2 separate regions of the Dromaius novaehollandiae genome follow, and region 2 is linked to region 1. Evidence: chromatin contacts called from public Hi-C data. All regions are on one chromosome and are shown on one strand. The core of a region is the stretch at or near the end of the contact, and the rest is flanking DNA. Distances in the headings are between cores, read along the strand shown. Region 1 overlaps CNGA3 (cyclic nucleotide gated channel subunit alpha 3). Region 2 overlaps VWA3B (von Willebrand factor A domain containing 3B).

Region 1 (2,995 bases), core at 135-2,634:
GATGATTTGCCACAGTCTCATTATTTAAAAAGTTATAATATTATTAAAATTATATTGAAAGGTGCTCAGTGGAACAAAATGAAGCGTTAGAAATGCTGGCTATATTAGCAGTTCCTTTTCTTCACCAGAAAGAAACCTAAATAGGGAAATTAGTAATAGAAACTACTTAGCTGACACAGGTCTACTCCAGATTATGTGAAATGATTTTAGAAATGAGTATCTGAGTATCGTCACTTAAGAATGGCTTCAGATTTGTTTGTAAGTTAAATCTGCATGCATTTAATTAATAAATATAGTCATATTTAGTCATGGCAGAAGGATTATTTATGTTCTAGAGACTCAAAAGAGCCCCAGATCCAATATAGCAGTTCTGTTTCTGATTCTGCCACTGTTCCCCCGAAGGACCACATGTAACTGACGTTATGTCTCTGCATATTGGTGTATCATCTGTAAAATGGAAAAAGGATGCCAACCCACAGTGCTTAGCAGTTAAAATCCACACACAAAAAATGCTAGGTAAGTTATCTGACACTAGCATTTTCTTTCAAAAAATAAACACCTGGATGATCCTGAGCCAGATGTGAAATTAGACAGGTTAGCTCAGATTCCTGATTCCAAAAAGAACTAGTGTTCAGTGCATATTTTTCATCTACATTCTTCTATTCAAAAAAAAAAAAAGTCCTTGTGATGATAGTCTTTAAAATTACCAGTGAATACTTTGCTTCCATGAGATCATCTTTCTTTACTTTTTTTAAAAAAAATAGCTTCAAAGTTCCCTACAAATCATTGACTTTCAATTTTTGTTGGGTTCTCTTCCCACAAAAGGCATTTATGTAAAAAGTGCATACCGTACAGATGTAGTAGTTTGTGTCAGGGCCTAACTGGAATACAAGTGAACATGCTATCCATCAACAGAAAGATTCTGGTTGCTTTTCAGACCCTTTGGACAGGGCCTTAGATGAATGAACCTGATTACAGGATGAACAGTGATTCTGTAAATACCTTCATATTTAAACACAGCTATTAATTATATCACCCCATAGTCTTATATCCTTCTAGCCAGTGAGGAGGCATTGTTTTTCATAACTCCCATCCTCAAAGTCAGCTGCCTTAAGAAAAATTTTGCTAATTACTTGATGGAAAAACAATATTTTATATTTTTATACTGAGAAACATCTGACAAAACTCATCTGTGTATCCCATTTCTCCTTTTCATTCCTGTGTCACTTTTTGCTCAGGGCAATTTTGCAATCATTTTTGTACGCTGATATATCTTTATTCAAAAGAATGCAGAAAGTATTAGATTTATGAGAAGGCATAAACTGTAGTAAGAGACCTTACAACAAACTGCAGCTGTGTATAGGTAAGAATTCTCATAGAAAGGCTGCCTGAGCAGTACAGCTGCAGTGCTGTTTGTTACCTCTGAAAGCTCAAGGCAGTAAAAAATATGCACTATGAAATACTTGCTGCAGTTGCAAGTGGAGACATGGCCAAGTGTCTGCCCACTAGATCAGTCAGGAGAAGTCCACCTTAGAAAAAAGCAAAACATTCCCTGTATATGAGGAATTATCAGATTTTGCTACTACCTTAGCAATCTAAAGCAGCTATTTTTTCAGAACACAAGCAATTGCTGATGAGGACTGAGCTGCAGTTCCCTCTGCCTTGTATAACGCAGCTCTATTTCTGGAATCTGTTGCAGTTTCTGTTATATATCTGTACATCTGTCCCATGCGTATGAATGTATCTGTCTTCAGATACCTCTAAGCTGATGCTGACTACAAATGGAAATAGTCATGTGCCACGGATGTGCTACCATCTGAAAATTACAGAAAAATCTGATCAGATATGCCATCATGAACAGTCCTATGCAGCTGAACAGAAAAGTTGGCCAGACAACTGAATATCTGACTCACAATTATTAAAAAGAACTTTGGAAACACCTTCATACTTAAGGGAGATAGAAAGCCTGCAGGTCTTCTTGTCTCCTCACAGAACTACAGTACTATAGTAAAACCTTTCGAAACCATCAAAACACAGGGTATGCCACATAAAATCAGCTGCTGAAAGACATGAATCCTTCCTGTTTCACAGTACACAGCCACCAAATAGCTGAAGTACAGTGAAACTGGCCCTGCTGCTAGTCACAGGTGCACCACAGAGAATCTCCATGGATCATGGTAGCTGTGGGGCTTCCTACATCCCATTTCCAAGCCAGTCCCTACCATTGAACAGCCAGGAAGTTATTTTCTTCCCCAAAGGCTCCCAGGACATTTGTCCCAATGGCAGCTGCACCTTGCAGACTTATCTGAGAAGGCAACTGACACAGCCAGGGGCCACGAGGGGTTGTTATGCCAAGTTGTCAAAGATTTCAGCACCTTAAAGAACCACTCGCTCCGGTGAGTGCCTAAGACTGCAGCACAGGCCTGCATTCAGGAAAGCTCTATGGCAATTCTGCAGCTCTAATCCAAGCCTGCAAAGCCAGTCTTTTAACCATGCTTTGACAGCCATTATCAAGATAACCCATGGAAATTTTATAATTGCACTTGTATTGTCTGTACATGCTCAATTTCTGCTCAGTTGTCTCTTTTCATTCCCATTGCAGAAACAGATTTAACTGCAGAAGAAGAATTTAGTGGGCACAGGTAGCTTTTTTACTACAGGAAAAAGGCGAAGCCAAAAGAAGGGCAGTCTTGAGATTCAGGCTGCTATCTGAAAGATACTTCTTTGTTGAACGATGACTGGCTAATTTTAAAAATCCGGCTTGCTGCTATGAAATTCGTGTTTTGCAAGCTGATGGCATTTACAGTTACAACTTGTCATAAGCCACCATTAATATCAAACTGTCAGTATGATAAAAAAAAAAGAAAATGTAAAAATCAAAGATTTAAGAGAACTGTTGTTTTTATAATGATCAGTGCAGTTCTGGACCCTTTCAAGCGATATTTTTGGCTGTATCTGTACCAATAAATAGAACAGACAGGAAATGTTTTCTAGC
Region 2 (2,805 bases), core at 252-2,751, 110 kb after region 1:
GATTCACTGTTATCACCATTTCTGTGCAGCTGCCTGTGAAACCTTCTAGCACAGTATTTAATCTTCTTCTAATGCTGATCCACCTAGACAACCACATCTTACTGTTTCCTATCAGTTACACAGTTCAAAAACCTCTGTTATAGTTTTAAATTTTTTAGCCCAACTAATGATTGCTATCAATGTCAGACTGATGGAATATTTATTTGTCAGTTGCTCATTTCAGGTCTAAAATAGACAAGACAAATGATGTTCTAACAGTGCCTGTTTCTCTCAACTATTAAGATAACCTTAGGTGACATCATTATAGATGTCTGAAATTAGGAGAAACAAATCCCATCTTAGGTGCGTCTCCCAGTACTTGCTGCTTCTGAGTCACTTCTGCACTCTGCAAGTCACTTCGCAAAGTTCTGAGTCACTTTGTAAGAGGCAAGCAAGCTCAAAATGCTCTACACCCTCTATTGTTAAAGTATGCAGCTGAATCTAGAACACTCATTACAAATCACAACATGTCTGTGGAATTAGATGACATTGCTTAAAAATAAAAATGAAAATGCCAAAAGCTGTTTCATTGCATCGCACTGGGTTTCTTCTTTTTTTCTGTTTTTTTTTTTTTTTTTTTTGAGGGAGGTAGCTGGTACAGAGGAGATAGTTAAGCCATTTTAATTTTTAGTATTTTCTGCATAATTTTTTCAAATATTTGTATGAAGGGAGAGGAAAAGAGAATAAAACAAAATGTGGAGAACACAAAAATATAAATTTTTAACTGAAAAATGAGCACTCCATAAAAATGAAAATATTTTTATAAAGCTCATATTTTTGGTAAATTATTTTTAAAAACATTTTAAAAATTACAGTAACAATCATCCAAAAAAAGGTTAGCCTATTCTAAAATGCTCCTCAGTCTTCAGAATCATCATCAAACCTGTATGAGCTGAAATATTTTCTCCTTCACCAAAGACAACTTGTCCTTCATAGACTGAGATGTATCAACAAGAATATAGACATCATCTTCAAACACATTTCCAAAGAGCCCTCTGCTTCCTTGCTGAAGCCACTTAATCCTGGGGAAAAAAAAAAAAAAACACACACATCAGAACTTGACATATAAGATCCTCAGAGCACTGCATATCAGAATCTAACAGGAAGTATCTTTTTATCATTGCTGCATTTCTTATTCCCTTTCCTTAAGCATCTGTTACTAGTCACTGTCATAAGCAGTATACTGACCTGAAACCTTTAGTCCGTCACTACATAATAACGCAAGACTCTCTTATTTTCTTATTTCAGTGGGAACTAGGAGACAGACAAAACACAAAGCTATACAGCAACTTTATAATGTCAATTGTCAGATACTGACTGGCTATTACCATGAGGAAGAAACAATTTCTATTGCCTCTGTAACTGTTCTCCAAGCTGAACTCAAGAAATCACATAAACATATGCTAATATCCCTCCCTATTCAGGAAATCACTTGAGAACCTATTCTGCAAGGAATTTAAGCACTTTAAAGAGTCTTAATGTAACACAGATGCTTAAATGCCTTGCTGACCTGGGGCCTTAACCACAGACTTAGTTTTACATTTTAAACAGAATTTAAGCATGCCTGCCAGTTAAATATGTGCATGCATACAGTTGTGTACAAGAACATTTCTTCAGTAATGGCTACAACTGGTTCAAATCTAATTTCCCCTGAGAGTCATAAACTCCTTGACTACTCTGAAGCATAGGCATTTAACAGGCAGAACATAATGGCCTTGGGAAAAATTCTACTCACCTCCAGAGAGGTTAAAAAAAATGATACAATAGAAACTGAAAGTAACCTATTATGTTTTCTACTGACAGACATTTTACCATTAGTTATTTCCCCAAAGTGTTTGATGAAGTCCACCAAGATTTTGTAACAATGAGATAAGCAATTCAAAATAGCAAAACCATAATCATGGCTTTGCATTTCAAAAATATAAATTCCTCAAAGCCCTTTACCTCAAATTTTGCTTTATATAAATATATAAGTATATAAATATTATCCTAACTATAGCAAAGATGGAGATACACCAAAAGTAATAATAAAATTCTGCTCAATCTTGCTAAATATATTCAGGCAATTACAGTTTTGATAGAGAAGAAGCAATAAAATTATAAAAGAAAGTTCACATCCTGCTTTTTTCAATGAGACATCTCATTGCCCTAATATACAAAACTGAGAGCACTCTTTACTCTTTCTTTTGGCTCTAGGATATCTATTTCAAAACTTTCCTTCTTTTCCTAATGTAGATATAAAAGCTAAGATTCACTGAGTCTATAATGGAGATATCCACATTGGAGTGACTCAGAAAGACTCCTTTTGCAGACAGCAAGACAAACAGGCATTTCTAGGGTAAAATCCATTTGACCTATTTGGGGCCTTCTGTAGGATAGATGTGTCATATCCTAGAATTGCCTATTTTTGTGTAGCCTTCATATAGAACCTGCAAGTATGTCTATACTGCAATATAAACTATGGAGCCAGCTTGAACACTGAACCCTTGATGACGTATGCTTCTTCATAGTTAGCTCATACCCTGCCTCTGATTTAGACTGTTCATATTTTTTCTCTCTAACACAAAATTGCAACAAAGGCAGATAACCATTATCAGTATGGGCACAGGCCAATCTATGCTACTTGGTATCAGAGCCAGGTATAAATCCCTGGTCCCCTTTCATTTAGCAGTGTTGTCATAATTTAGACGACTAGCTCAGCAGCAGACATCTGCACTTGATCAGCAGAACAGCCCAACTACTCACGGTTTCACAGTTTCAAATGGT

What was found. Hi-C and Micro-C count contacts between places; a contact is called where the count stands out from the background.
Region 2: a contact with region 1 is called in a Hi-C map of brain, with 4 times the contacts expected there. The contact joins two enhancer-like sites. A contact is called at or near these places in 2 of 4 Hi-C or Micro-C datasets (brain and ovary).

Annotation. Positions count from the first base shown.
Region 1 is chr1:147,743,462-147,746,456 of bDroNov1.hap1, forward strand. The region is part of intron 7 of CNGA3 (cyclic nucleotide gated channel subunit alpha 3); the gene reads right to left. Among named protein-coding and RNA genes, the nearest start is that of CNGA3, 34 kb to the right of the region's middle. Within about 2 kb of position 1,385, at least 1 of the 2 cell types and tissues checked has open chromatin away from gene starts, as enhancers often do.
Region 2 is chr1:147,849,365-147,852,169 of bDroNov1.hap1, forward strand. VWA3B (von Willebrand factor A domain containing 3B) reads right to left here. Exons shown (of 29, transcript XM_064502004.1): 12 at 923-1,061. Among named protein-coding and RNA genes, the nearest start is that of VWA3B, 58 kb to the right of the region's middle. Within about 2 kb of position 1,502, at least 2 of the 2 cell types and tissues checked have open chromatin away from gene starts, as enhancers often do.